Regions from separate parts of the Mus musculus genome. Here region 2 is linked to region 1. A link is a contact called in public Hi-C data. All regions are on one chromosome and are shown on one strand. Each heading gives the region's core, a stretch centred on a gene start, on an enhancer-like site or on the middle of the called end of the contact. The rest is flanking DNA. Distances are from core to core; before and after follow the strand shown. Region 1 overlaps Pxdc1 (PX domain containing 1). Region 2 has its middle 61 kb from the start of Fam50b.

Region 1 (7,890 bases), core at 4,243-6,742:
GAAGGGGCAGAAAGAATGTAAGAGGTGGAGGGTGGGGAGGAGGACTGTGAATTGCCGTCTTCTGGACTTGACATAGCGGCTGTACCCAAGAGCTCACAGCAACACTGTCTTCTGCACAAGACTGGGCCCAGTGACAGTCTGTCGTGGACAGAAGATGGGCTTATAAGGTCCCACCTTTTCCTGGGGAGCTATGGGGGCCATGAAAGGGCAAGTAACATTTCTCGACAGTGTAGACACAGTCAAGTTGCCCTTGTTCAATAAATAACCTCCTACCCATGGTCACAATAGCAATTCTAAATATAGTGCATCATTAAAAAAATAAAATTAAAAGGCATGAGAATAGGAGGGTGAACTTGTAAAGAAAGGGTGTGTGTGTGTATGTGTATGAAATTATAAAATAAAATTTTAGAGCTGAAGTTTATATCAGTCTCCCCCTCCCCCATCACCCACTGTCTCCAGCTCTCTCTCCCGATACCCAGAGAATCCTTCTAGTGTTCAGACAGGAAGATGGAGATGCTGACACCAGTACCACAGGAGCAGTGTATCTCTCCCTGAAACAAGATCCTCTGGTATCTGAGCACCTCCACGTGTGCCCTGCCTGTGGGTTTACAGTGGAGGCTGGAGGGAAGTAGATGGAGGACTGGGCACAAGTCTGAGGCAGGCTCTATCCACCATTGTGACATGTGACATCACACCGTTTCCCTGCCCTTTCTGAGCTCTACCCTGTGGCTGAGACAGGGCTGACAGAATCTGCATCCTGGGTGGTGCTAAGAATTGCATTGGATGAGATCAGATTGTGTTTTAAATGAGTGGCTCACTGACTTTGTATCATGAAACTGTATATATATTTCTATTTTCCCCCAGTAAGCACCGATGTGGGTACTTTAGAAAAATCAACAAACAAAAGCAGCTTCCTTTGTCTACACTGGCGGTTAGTTTACAAGGGCTCTCCTGTGGCTGAAAGAGCTGACGGGGAGGATTGGTGGCTGGCACCAAGCTAGAAGCTTTCACTGCAGCCTTGTGGCCTTGGGACTCTTCTCTACGGGAAACCTTTAAGTTTGTTATTGGAGAATGTCACGGCAAGCAAGCATCCATTTAGTTAGACAGCCTCTTTGAATATCAAAACCCATGATGTCTAAATATCTAATGCAGACTGGGGCGGTGTTTCTAGAATCTCCACTTATTCTCCCTCTAGGCTTTATGTCATCTTTAGATCACTTATAATACCTGGTGCAATGTAAATGATATCTAAGTCATTGTTATAATGATGGAGGAGAAAGGGCTACACATGATCAGTAGACAGAGTCCTTTTCCTAGTATTTTGGCCTGGACTTAGTTGAATCCAGACTCTGGACCCACAGACATGGAGAGCTGACTGTTTAAGAACCTCGTGTGGCTTGGCTCTCTTCTTTTTTAACCTACTATAGCCTTGACAGTTCAGAAGGAACTGAATCTCCTTTCCCTCGAGAGATCATCAGGCTTGGTGCCATCTTGAATTCTCCCTCTCTGTGATCCTCACTCATCTCCAGTCCTTGGCTCTCAGGCAGCTGAGCTCCATGCTTAGGACCACCTCTGAAGTCCTCCTAAGCAAGGCTCTTGCCTACACTTAACACTTACCACACATTCTGGGTATGTTTAATCCGCAAGATTGCATCCTCACCTTAGGGACACATTTGACTTTAGCCTTTCCTCATCCGCAGGCCCACACAGTCAATAAGAGCATCTCTCCCCATCCTAAGGGTTACTGGACATCAGACGCCTTTGTCTCTAAAGAATCATCTTAGCCTTCTCCCCACTGGACCACAGTGTAATTATTCCTGAGTATATAAATTTGCTTTTTTGTGATGAAAATGATCACTTCCTGATTATTTTTCACCTTCCTAGGCATTTGGGGTTCCATTCTTAGAACTTCTGTTCTTAGGCAGAGAATTTTTAGGGAACTAGCCAGAAAGAAATAAAGAAAAATAGGTTTCTTCTTCACTCTCACTTTTTCATTAGTTTGCTAAGGACTTGCTGAAATGCATGTCTGGTTCCTGGGGAAGGGGCTAGCACGTGTCATGGGTCTTCTGGAGAAGGAGCTGGCATATGCCATGGCTCTCTTGCAGCATGTTTCCTCAGTCAGTCACACTCATGGGATATCAGCTCTGGCTCCCTCCCCTGCCTTCTTCCCTGCTCCTCCACCCAGTGGTGTGCAGCACCGGGGAGGGACTCAGCAAACCAATAAGAAAGGAGTCTGGGAACTCGGGTCAGCTACATTTCTGGGTACATAGAGCAAAGGAAAGATGCTCAGGAAGTGAGCTGTCAGACTGAAAATCACTGAACCCCACACAAGTTCCGATTCTCTCGCCTCCCCACTCAGAGGGTGTGGCAGCAGAGAACCACTTTCTTTATTGTTCTTATTAACTGTGACCCAAATCTGTCTGTCTGAGGAAGTACAGGCAGCCCCAGTACAGCCTTCACACTGCTAACTGACAGCCCAAGTCTTATCCTCCCAGCTACCATGGGAATCCGGGATCGGGAATGAATCCTGGGATGCAAGACACTTCTGTACAAACTCCTGAAGCTATCTGCATGCCTAATCTTTGCTAAATGTGAACTGCAGAGTCAAAGATGTGGAATCTTTACTGGACTTTCCAGAATAGATTTGGAACAAGTCACTCCTCAGATGTCTATGACAAAGAGTTCCTAAGGCCAGTATAGCCCTGAGGACACTAAAGTATATTGGTCTCCAATCTCTCAAAGTCCTAGATCCAGGCCACTGAGGGATATTGGTCAAAATGCTGGTATTTCACCAAAGATAGTCCCCAGAAGCTCTGGGTTCCTCCTGCATCCCTAGGTTACCCTCATCACGCTGAACCAGCAGTCTCCTGAGCACACAGATGGAGTCTATAAACCATCAGTGCATCCATTCCAAACCAGCTTGGAAACGGATGGCTCACCAAGAATCACGAACACAAAAGCAGGTACCACAGCAGGCTCAAAGCCTAGCCCGACACACACGGCTCTCCCTATGCCTGAGCTAGCTAACACTGGAGCAAAGATTCTGTGACAGTTTATATTTTCATTTCTTCCATTCACTTAAAAGCAATACCTTAAGAAGAGTCATCACTTAAAAACCTAAGAAGGGTTATCCAAAATTTACAACAAGGAAAGCCTGAGCTTATCGTGTGTCTACCTGCAGGGGCCATCAGTTTAAAACGACCACTTTGCTAATAGTCCTGCAGCACTGCCCTCCCCAGTCGCCATCTACACACTGATCAACAACCTCCTGAATGGGAAGTTACTCTTGGATCAGTCTCTACTGGAGGGTGGTGCAGTGACTTGAGGGTGAAATGTCCCCTGTAGGTTTGTGTGTTTGAACACTTAATCCCCAGCCAGTCGTGCTGCTTTGGAAGATTGGGGTACCTTTAGGAGGGGATCCTCACTGGGGTGAGTCACTTAGGGGTGGGTTTGTAGTTTCATAGCCTGGCCCAACTTCCTGTCTACTCTGCCTCTTGACTGCAGCTACAATGTGACCAGCTGTCTCACACCCCCACAACCATGCCTTCCTCTATACGATGGGCTGTATCCCTTCTAAACTGGAAGTCAAAATAAACCCTTTCTCCTTTAAGCTGTGTCTTTAGTGACAGTAATGAGGAGAGTAACCAACGGAAGTGACGTGGACAAAGAACTTGTACCTTCAAGCTCAGTAAGGCCTTGTTGATGTTCATATTATGGGACTGCAGACTGCTGTGCTGCTGGTAAGCCACGACATTAGCACGTATGCACACTGACCCCAAGTACAGCTGTTTCCAACCTTGTTCCTGCTACCTGTGCCTGGAGAACAGGTTAGTTCTGCTTGGTTGTCCTCTATACAGGGCTCAGCTGCATTAAACAGGAAGATTGTCTGAAGACTCTAACAAACACTTAAGTCTCAAATAATACTCATTATTACCATGACACTTGCTCATGATTTTCCACCTGTTGTCACACAAGAATAATAATTAAGAAACTGAAGAAAGTGTTATAATTAAAGAAATATTACAGTGCCTGCAGCCCATTTTCAAACAAACTTAAAATACGAATTCCTCACATGTCAGTTTAGAACCCACAGCAAAAAAAATCACTAGCTGGTTTAATTTTTTAGGCCACATCCCTAACTCTAGAAAACAGTTCATTTTCAGGTTAACCCCACACCCTGTGCAAGGATCAAACTCAAGGTCTCGCCTTGCTAGGCATGGTTCTGCCTCTGAGCCATTCTCTAGACCGCAAGATGCTTTCATGTTCCTATGTTCCTATTCTGTAATGCTTAATTTATAGTTAATTTTAGAATTGTAGGTAAGCCATGAAGGCACAGACAGGACTCCCACATGACCCATAGCAGCCCCCCTATTGTCAATACTTCGTACAGTTAAGGTCCCTCATCACATTCAGGGAATACCCAGTGGATGATGCTACTGAGTGTAAAGCCCCTTCATTGGGGTTTCTCTAGTGCCTCACTACTGCTACTTTCTTCTGCTACAGATGCAGTCCAGAACTTGGCTACACTGAGCTGTCGGGATCTCCTTGACTCTGATGGCTTTGGTCTGTCCGTGTTTCTCATGCAGGCCTTGTGAGGAATTCAGGTGAGCGACTTCACAACTCTTCCTTGGAGCTGGATATCCAGGTGGCTAAAACTCGGTGATGATATGTCACTGGGCAGAATCCCACAAGGCATGTTGAGTGCCCCTCTGTGGAAGTATGGGGCATGCGTGTGTGCATGTGTGTGTTGCAACAGTGTGCACAGGCCTACTGGCGATGCTAAACCGGGATGGGTAGGTTGCTTTCTCTTTGCCATTATCAAATATCTCAGAGAACAAGGTCTTAATACTGTGCAAACAACCCTGTTTTTCCTTGAACTTCCCCCATTGGTCTTAGCTTATCTCCATCACTGGAAAAAATTTGCAATATTTCCCAGTTAGTGTACATGGTGTTGTAATGGTGATTTTCCTAACTGTCATTAACCCTTCAGGTCATCAATTTCCTGATTCCTTTCTTCTGCAGGTCTTTAACCAGCCTCGGAAGCATTCACAGTACCGCCTTCCTCCTTTCTAAGTCCTCCCTAGCATTATATTTTCAGTTTACTCCAACAACAGAACAAAAGCCTAAGCAATATCCTTTTGTTAACTAGATGACCTGTCTATCTCTATATAGTAAAGCTTATGGCTAAGATCGAATGGATACTGGATTAATGAACAACAACAAAAAGTATTCCCTATCAAACCTTGATGGGAACAACTTACTTCTGTGGATGAAATCTACGGGTTCTACTAGCATATCCCAGAGAAGCTGAGACCTGAGACCTCTGTTTCCTTAGTGCTACGTAGTCATGGCTGCACCGCATCCGTGTGCTCTTGGGTTTGATAAACATTTAGATCAACACAGGAAATGAATGCTTAAGTCTGAGTGGCTATCCTTGCCAAAGCACTAGAATATTGACAGGATTTCTTCAGTACAACCAGTGCCTGCTGCCATCTGGTGGAGCCCTCACCACCTACAGCCTCAACATCCAAAGAGAAAAAACAGGCCTCTCAAGTCCCAGGCTCCATAAATCAGCATCCCCAGATAGGGGAATCTGTGGCAACTCCATGGCACCCACCGGCTCTCCAAATGCCAGAGTGCAGGAAGAAATCCCCCAAGAGAAGAAGAGAAAGGTCGGTGTAGGTCTTCACCATCGCCATCTGTTTCTTAAATGGAAAGACTTGGAGGGAATGAAGTGGGAGGGAGGGTTTGCCTTGGTGACCCTTGAGGGTCACAACACAAACAATAACCAGAGTCCAGTGGAGGAGCCCCAAGATCTGGATATGATATGACAAGATCAAAAGTCATCCATTGTTCAGACAACCCAGACAAACTGCCTCACTACATGCAATCAGCTGAATAGAAGGTTCTAGAGCTCAGATGCCAGTTTAAAAAAGACCCCTAGGCCCTTAAACTGCCTGCTCTCCTCTAAGATAACCAGGAAGTTGCTACACAATGAACAGCCCATATGGACCACCCACCCTGTGCACTCACGGTCGTGGGTTCTCCCGCAAGTGGTGTATGCCTATAATTCCAATACTGAGGAGGTTGACATAGTTAGGGAGGACTGTTGTAAGTTCAAGGCCAGCCTGCGCTAAATAGTAAGTTAAAGGTTAGCCTCCCAAAGAAATGAAAAAATAAAAAAATAAAAAATAAAACAATTATCTGGACAAGTATAGCCAGCTTTTAGGAAAACAGCAAGCAGGCCATGGGGCCCCTTCCTTCCTCTGTAGGCCTCACGGTGTTGACTTCCCCTTACAGTGGCTGACTTTCAGTGCTAGAAGGCTCAGTACAATGTCAATGCCAACAATACCAAAGCTAAAAGCTTCCCTAAAGCCAACAGCCAAATTCAACACCTCCTCAAAGGGGCTCCCTCACTTCCGCAGGTCGGCCACTGACTCCAGTCATTACCTCAGAAATGCTTTCCTGGGGCTGAAGATACGCTCAGCAGTTAAGAATACTTGATGTTCTTCCAGAAGACCCACACTCAGTTCCCAGCACCCACCTGGTGGCTCACAACCGTCTACCACTCCAGTTCTGAGAGCTCCAGTGCCTTCTTTAGCCTCTGTGGACACCAGGCACACACATGTAAATATACATGCTACAGACGTGCAGACAAAACACATATACAGACACAAAACTAAAATAATAAATATTGTTTAAAAGAATGCCTCCCTAATATTTTCATCGTCATTATATTCTTTCTTAAGTATTCTAACTAATATGTCAAATTAACTCCTTTGGAAGTAAAAATAACACACTTGGCAGTCACCAAGTAGAAGGTACTTAACGCTGCTTAGTAAGGATTCAGCGATCATTTTTCTGAGCCAGGGAAGTGACCTTTCTAGAGCCCAGTCAGTGGTAGAGGCTGAGTCCACCCACCCCATAGACACACTGGAAAGGGCCTTGAAACCACAGCCACTAAGCACAATCCTCCCACGCCTTCACCACAGTCCTCCCTCACCTTCATCACAATCCTCCCATGCCTTCACCACAGTCCTCCCTCACCTTCATCACAGTCCTCCCATGCCTTCACCACAGTCCTCCCACACCTTCATCACAGTCCTCCCATGCCTTCACCACAGTCCTCCCTCACCTTCATCACAGTCCTCCCATGCCTTCACCACAGTCCTCCCTCACCTTCATCACAGTCCTCCCATGCCTTCACCACAGTCCTCCCTCGCCTTCACCACAGTCCTCCCACACCTTTACCACAGTCCTCCCACGCCTTCATCACAGTCCTCCCATGCCTTCACCACAGTCCTCCCTCACCTTCATCACAGTCCTCCCATGCCTTCACCACAGTCCTCCCTCACCTTCATCACAGTCCTCCCATGCCTTCACCACAGTCCTCCCTCACCTTCATCACAATCCTCCCACGCCTTCACCACAGTCCTCCCACACCTTCATCGAGGCTCTTACCTGATATTTTAACAGGACTTTGAAAGCTGGGTTGGATCTTATGGACATTATCATTTTTTAACACCTGATCCAAAGGCGATCTTTCAAAGAAGGTGAGAACAACCTCAGACCTGGAATACTGGGAATAAACACAGTGATTACTGATAAAGCTCTCCACCGCAGGTCTCCCGTGTTTGCTGGGGTGGTGTTTCTGCACAGAGGTGACCCCAACTGATGTGACGCTCAGGAGGCTGTCCCAGACCCGTGCAGGGGCTGCTTCATGGCCTGTGCCCAGTGACTGGATCACTGTAGCTTCTTTGTTTCGAGGTGGCTACGGGCAGGGCCTCTTGCTAGGGCGGGTGGCTCGGCGGAATGCTTGGCACAGAGCTGGCATATCACTCTCAGCTCTCCTTTACTATCTGTTGGGTGGCTTCTACGTGCCCAATTTTC
Region 2 (7,220 bases), core at 464-2,963, 160 kb after region 1:
TGTACACGGCTGCAATCAAGCTTAGTTTATAAGCCAGACAAAGATCAAGGGTTACCAATAACATCTAATGGCAGAACAATCTTAATAAATAGATTGCCACTAAAAAATTTCTGTGGAATTTTGTTCTCTCTGGGATTTTCCTTCACTGTTTTCTGTGTACTGTGGATTTTACATAACTTATACCAAGGCAGGTAAAACCTTAGAGAGGGGAGCAAGCATCACTGTATGAAATAATGACTTCCACCTCATAAGCAGAAGCTGCAGCACCAGTCAGGCAAGCCTCTCGAGCCCCTGGGTGGCCGCCTACCTACTTTCTTTACCCTGAGATCTCACAACCTCTTGGCACACCATTTCACACCACACGTGCCTATTCCCACTTCCCACTGGACTGTAAGCATCATGAGGGTGAAGCTTTGGTAGATGCTGTTTCCTGCTGTGTTCCTAATATCCAGGGCAGGGCCTGGCACCCAGAACTAGCAACGGACACAGAGTGACTGTCACAGAGGCTTTAATACCAGTCTGAGACATACTGGCCTCGTGACTTTGTAATAAATCACTGCCTTCTCAAATCTTCATTTTTTCTCTCCAGAACAGGCACAAGAGGGCTGTCAGCAGGACTAACTTGGGTGGAAGTACACACTTACTGTCCAGCGCTGCAGACACATAACAGGTTCATGTCATTTAGTGGCAACACTTGAAAATATTACAAACCACTTAAAACTGCTTATTTTGAACTTTGGGATCGTCTCCTCTGTAGGCATCATAGGAAATGAAAGTGCTCCCTCAAGAAAACGAGCCGTGTCCAGCCTCTGAGGACCTGGCCTTGTGGTATGAAAGGAGGAAGTGGGGAGACTGCCCACTGCATGATGTCTCAAAGCTGGTGAGAACTGAGGTGACCCAAAGATTCCAGAGATCTGTCAATGGTCCAAATTAACATCCTTGGGGTTTTCCTCGTGTGCTGTAATCGAGTGTGGAGGCACATTGGGAGATCGTATTGAAGGAGACTGATTTCTGATAACAGCACCAGTCTAAGAGAAAGTGCACCAGCCCGTAAGCAATCAAAGGGAAGGGAAAAAAACAGAAAAGATTATTCAAGGATTCTCCTCATGGCTCATGTGGGACACTTGTCTGGAGTTTTCTTGTTTGTTTTGTTTTTTAACTTTTTTTTTTTTCACAAATTCCATAGACCAAAAATCTTTCCTCTGTAAATTTCCTCTCTTCAGTACAAAACTCATGTTTACAGAGACCAGGTCAGGGTGTCAATGGGCCACTGCAGGAACACAAAAGCTGATCAGTCCTACTGCCAAGGCCAAAATATGCAACAGATCAAGCTACTCAAACCAGTCACACTTGTCACTGTCCTAAGCACGTATGCCAGGACCCACTTAGGAAGATGTGTGTCACATCCCCTCTACAGGCTCACCAGACTCCAGCGTCAAAGGTGTCTAGCCTCACCAGGTCCCTGTCCCCAGGGAAACAAAGTAGTCACATCTCTAAGACAGGCTCAGAACTTACAAATTGGGTTTCAAGGAAGTCAACACCCTAGTTGTTCTGGAGTGATTTTGAAGTGACAGCTTTTTTTTTTTTTTTTTTTTTTTTAATGGCAGGAACCAAGAGGTGAGCGCCACCTGGTGGAGAGGCTATTTCTCAGTGGCAGTAGGGCACCACCCCCCCAACATCCCTTCTCACTTACTTGGATCCAAGCAACACATTGTGAAAGAATAATTCTCAACATTCTTTTGGAGCTTAAACAACAACAAAAATTTAAGAGCCCAATGTCACACTATTTATTTACAAAATAACACATTCATTTTTGATTGTATGTTTCTCTCTACCTTGGCACTGGAGATGCTGAAATGAGCAGTCTTGCTTATGCTTTGAAGTCCTGAGTCGTAAGGAGTCAGAGACAGATATGAAGCTGAGTAAGTATTGTGATTTCAAACACGCAGCAACAAGAACAAAAATGTTGGAGGTTTAGAGAGAAGGTCTGGGTTCTATAGAACAACAATTGCCACCATGTATGAAAGTCTCCAGAGCCTCTGAGACCAAATGTCCAACCCCCTCAAAGCCTCCCCAGGCTCCCAATGAGTTCCAGCTAGAGCCACACAGTGGCCGCGTTGACAAAGCCAGTTCTGGAAGGGCCCTCTGCTCTCCTTGGCTGGGCTGGCTTGGGTGTGGACACATGGCTTTTCCTCTTACTTCATCTGAGACAGATTGGAATTTTCCAATAGGAATGTTTACAGGGCAACTCAGGGAACAACAAGAGCACAAAATGAAACACAAAATTATATAAGAACCTGCTTGATGAACAAAGGTGACAGAAACTCCAGCACAGATTTGCTAGACAGGAAGAAGCTGGTGTGTGCATCTAGGTCAGGTCACAGATGAGTCTACGTGGGGTAGATTAGAGAGCCCCGCAGACCATCCTTCAAACTCTTTCCTGGATTCTGTCCTGGGATGAGCTCATAAACTCCATGTTCCTCGCTTACATGGTCGGTCTTCCTGCCTGGCCCTGAAACCAGAATCTCGGATGGTTTCGTTGTTGTGTATAAGGATAATGGATGTTCTGTACTACATCTGAAAGTAAGGACTTTGGTAGAATCTGTCTTCTGACTTACTGTTTCAATGTTATCTTAAGAAGAGAAAGAATAAAATACCTCTCCTTTAAGGCAGTGTTATTTGGGTCTAAGATAGGTAGTCTGGCCAATGGAGACCATGAGGAGGCAGTGCTGAATTCCAGAAGTTAACTCTCAGGAATGTAGCCACCCAGTGAAGATGCCGAGCAGTGCTGTGGCAACTCTGCCTGCAGTGCTGGGTGCGAGTGTCAGCAAGCTATAAGCAGGTGTCCTCAGGGTACTTTGGGAACTGGGTTTTTGAATCCCTGCTCTGCCTCATTAGCCGCACTTTCCTTGGGCAAGGTTCCGTCTAGGAGAGGATTTGAGCCAGGCATCTTGTGGCAGCTTCTAACAACAGAGACTTCTTTCTCTTGCTTCTGGAGAGTGGAGAAGAGCAGCAGAGATGACCAGCACTGCTGGCTTCTCACTGTATCTTTGCATATGAAAAAAAGGTCTGTAGAACCCTTTGGGGCCTCACCCTTAAGACCTGTGTACTCCTTAAGGCCTCATCTCCTAGCCACTACCTTAATGGCTTCAGTTAAATATTAAATGGAGGCATCCTTACCCATGAAATGACACAGACCACACAGATTGTAATATAAGATATAAGATGGGTTGATTACAGTGCCTGGCAACATAAGTAAGTTCACAATAATTGGTGGTAAGTTTCGCTGCTGTTACTTCCCTGTACCTAATACACAGGCAGTGGACTTTGAGGGAGACATTGTGCTTTACCCTGAAGCAGACCTGGGGAAGGGTAAATTATAGAGGCCAAGTGTTACCACATTCTCCAGAAGTCTATGGATTGACAAAATCCTTTTAAACTACTTTTCTTGCAGTGAAATAGAAAAGCAAACAAACAAAAAACAAACAAACAAACAAAAAGCCTCAAAATCATAGCGACTCAGCTCAGGAAGTCGCCACAATGTGCACACAACTTGGAATTAGAGGTAAGGCTGTGGGACCACAACCCTGCTGGAGCCCCTCTCAATCCTTAGTCTACAGGCATTTCTGGAAGGAAGTAGCCGTCTCTCTGTTTCCTCTTCCTGTCCCACCAAGGCCCTCTGTGCTGCCTGACGTCACTCATGGCTATAATTTTTAATATCTTTAGTTCATGTTTCTTAGGCTATTAGGATATTATGACAGAAATGACCGAGGTACCTTTACCAGGATCCCAAAGCCAAGGCCTCAGCTGCCCTGGAAGAGACCTCTTCCTGAACGTCCTGTCATAGCATGTAATTGACAGAGCTGTGACACACCGTCACCAAAGGTCTGGCTAGAAGCTATAACTTCTAGTCTCTCAGAATGAGGCTGCTTTAGAGATAGGGGCTTTAAAGGGGTTGTTGGTTTGGGTCACTAAAGAGGTAGGTTGATTGAAGTCATTAAGGTGACTGGATCCTTATAAGATGAGAGGACCAGGACACAGACACACTAGGAGGGGAGTCATGTGACTGTATGGGGAGGTCGAGCCACATTAAAAGTAATCTCCAAAGGAGAAAGGTGCCATGGGGGTGGTGGATTGTGAGTGCACAGCCATGAGGGTCGGCCCGTTGGAGGAATGGGAGTGGCCCAGGTGGAACATGGCAAATGATATCTCAGGGTGACTGACAAGAAAGTAGACAAACTAGCAAAGAGGGTTGGTATCTGTCTTTTATTCAGAAGCCAAATGATCTAAGGTAGGGTAGAAACTCCCAAATAACATTTACTGCAACAAAGGTCTTTTCAAGATTCTCCAAGGAGACAAACCTTGGGACAAGTAGCCCTGTCTACACCTTGACCTTGAGTGGCCAGACCCCCAGGAGGATGGGGAAGTAAAGACCTAATGTTTGAGGTTTCCAGTCTGTGATGTTCCGTCCTGACCCCAGACACACGGATACTGAGAGGGAACAAAGAAACAGCACACTTTCAGTTCGTATAGTTCTGCTAGTGTGTTGAAAAAAATGAAGAAACTAGAATGATCAAGAACTGTATTCTGGGTATTTGTGTCCATCTGAAACTCATGCTAAAAATCTCTGATGGTACACTATTGAGAGGTCAGGCACCCAGCAAGAAATTAGACCATGGGGGCTAGGGGCTGTGGACAGGATTTATTAAAGGGCTAGAGGCAGGGAGTTCGCCCCCTACATTGTCTTATTCTTCTGTGCCTTCTATCACAAGAGGACACAGGGTTTGCCCTTTGCGGAGCATGGGTAAGTATGTACAACCTTGGAAGCGCAGAATAACTTTCATCAGGCACCAAACCTATCAGTGCCCTGAACTTGGGCTTCCCAGCCTCCTGAACTCTGAGAAGAACTTTCATATCATTTGCAAATGACTCAATCTCTAGTGTTCTGGTACCCCAGCACTAATGGATTAAAGCTCCAAACTTAGAGCACAAGGCTGCTCTAGAGTGTGCTTCCTGCATTGCCCAGTGGAAACCACTCGGACTTCTGGGGGAGACAGGATCTCCAGGTCCCATTCCAGAATCACTGAGCCAGAATGACAGGAACCGCCCCAACCTACACCCCACCTTGACACACTACTATGGAGAGCTGCATTTTGAAGGAGTAGTGGATGGATTTTTATCTACACCAAAGTTTAAGGCTACAGGTTTCAGAGAGAAGGCAACAATTTTACAACTCAGGAGTTCTAAGCCCTGCATGGCTTGAAATTGTAACCCTAGGAAATCACAAGCAGATCACTTACCTAGTGAACTATTCTGACCATAAAAATACAGTTACCAGTAAAGCCTCAGACATGGCCAACTGCTTATCAAAATATCCAGAAGAAGCTAGTCATATCTCAGAAGATTGCTGAACTGGTAAAGCGAGTGCCACGTAAGCCCAAGAATCCTCCATAACCACACAAAGAGACAGATGGAGTTGTTCATGCCTGTGCTTCTGCCTGCCTCCCCACTACTAGAGTTCTAAGACCATGCAGAGCTTAGAACTCCAGTAGTAGGGAGGCAGGCAGAAGCATCTTTGCTGGCCAGTTAGCCTTGCTGAATCAGTGACCTTTGGATTCAGAGAGGCCTTTTATTAAAAAAAGAAATGGAGAGAGATCAAGGAAGATACTTGGCATTGGCCTTTGGCCTCCACATGCATATGTGTACAAATAGACCTCTCTCTCTCTCTCTCTCTCTCTCTCTCTCTCTCTCTCTCTCTCTCTCTCTCTCTCTCTCTCTCCCCGCCCCCAGCAAATTTGTCTGCTCCCATTTTATGCTTTTTATGCTTTGTATCAGATATTATAAGGCACCTAGAACTCATTTAAAGTGTATAGAATCGGCTGGAAAGATGGCTCAGTCTGTAAAGTGCTCGCTGCTCATGCATGAGGAGATAAATTCAGAGTCCCCAGCTACCACTGAAATAGATGGGCATGGCATCCTGCTGGCATTCGGTCAGCATTGAAGAGGTCAACACAGGAGGATACCTGAGGCTTGCTGGCCAGGCAGTCTAGCTAGCCAAAGCAGTGAACTAATGTGGAGAGACTGGTAAGATGCCTCAGTTAGCAAAAAGCCACCAAGCCTGACAACTTTAGTTCAATCCACTTGACCCACATGGAGGAAATGGAGAACCAACACCTCTGTCCTCTATGTATGTGCAATGTCACACACACACACACACACACACACACACACACACACACACACCAAGTGTAAAACAGTAATGACAGCAACATGGACAACAACTGAGGATTAACACCTATCCATACAAAGTAAGGACTTGGGACTCAAATCTTCCAGAGACACCAAGGGACAACTGTACTGTAAATTAATAGCTGGAAGAATTCCTTCAAAACACCGTGAGTCTGCACATAGCCATGCATGTTAATTATGTAAATAGCTGTGAGATGGAAGCATCCAGCTTGAGGAGACCATGCTGCCTGAGGAAGGAGGAGAAAGGCTGGAGAGAGTGAGTACTCTGCCCCTAACCACAGCGTCCCTCCCTGTGTGATCTCACAAGACCCAATGTCAGGCTTGATGTCAATAAAACTTCCTCTAAAAGAATTTTGTCTTTTAAGTTCACATACAATGTTAGAAGTTTTACTGTGGCTCCTCAGGCATATTTTGTGTGGCTGGCCTTTCTTCCCTTGTTCCTCTTACCTAACCCTTTGTCCCTAGAACCTTCGAATTTCTGTTGTCTCTTTCTGTTCCCACTTTGAGGTCATATATACTGTACTTTCCCTTCTGCCTTTGTTAAACACTCTTCCCCTCTTCAGGGTCCCCTTTCCAGTTTGATGGCCTACATTCAAACTCACCCACATAAGTACACATACATGAAAATTAAAAGCTAGGATTCATATGAGAGAAGCCTGTGGTTTCTGAGTTTGGTTTACCCCACTTAACGTAATAGTTTCCAGATCCACTCATTTTCCTACAAATATCATAATTTAATTTTCCTTCATGGTAAAATAAAATTCCATGAGTCTATGTACCACATTTTCATTATCTGCCCATCTGTTGATAAATATAAAAGCCGATTCCATTTTCTTGCTATTGTTAGTAGAGCAGCAATAAATATGGTTGTCAGATATCTTTGTGGCAGGATATAGAGTCCTTCTTTGGGTAAATGTACAGGAGTAAGCTAGATAATATGATAGCTATTTTTACATTAAAGAAGATGACCA

What was found. Hi-C and Micro-C count contacts between places; a contact is called where the count stands out from the background.
Region 2: a contact with region 1 is called in a Hi-C map of liver, with 2.3 times the contacts expected there. The contact joins two enhancer-like sites. A contact is called at or near these places in 3 of 39 promoter capture datasets (cancer-associated fibroblasts and liver), 5 of 15 datasets of contacts at CTCF or cohesin (the NIH/3T3 cell line, large pre-B cells, liver and 2 more), 178 of 484 Hi-C or Micro-C datasets (the 3T3-L1 cell line, the 4T1 cell line, the 63-12 cell line and 104 more), 14 of 115 datasets of contacts at active chromatin or transcription factors (the 230-238 cell line, PVALB interneurons, Th17 cells and 9 more) and 3 of 9 other capture datasets (adipose tissue, liver and pancreatic islet).

Annotation. Positions count from the first base shown.
Region 1 is chr13:34,630,704-34,638,593 of GRCm38.p6, forward strand. Pxdc1 (PX domain containing 1) reads right to left here. Exons shown (of 5, transcript NM_025831.3): 3 at 7,462-7,579. Among named protein-coding and RNA genes, the nearest start is that of Pxdc1, 18 kb to the right of the region's middle. Within about 2 kb of position 5,493, at least 17 of the 459 cell types and tissues checked have an H3K27ac peak or open chromatin away from gene starts, as enhancers often do. A contact at or near this core is called in group 2 innate lymphoid cells, hepatocytes, liver and 1 more, where this site is marked.
Region 2 is chr13:34,792,433-34,799,652 of GRCm38.p6, forward strand. No RefSeq gene overlaps it. Among named protein-coding and RNA genes, the nearest start is that of Fam50b, 61 kb to the left of the region's middle. Within about 2 kb of position 1,714, at least 32 of the 459 cell types and tissues checked have an H3K27ac peak or open chromatin away from gene starts, as enhancers often do. A contact at or near this core is called in group 2 innate lymphoid cells, hepatocytes, liver and 1 more, where this site is marked.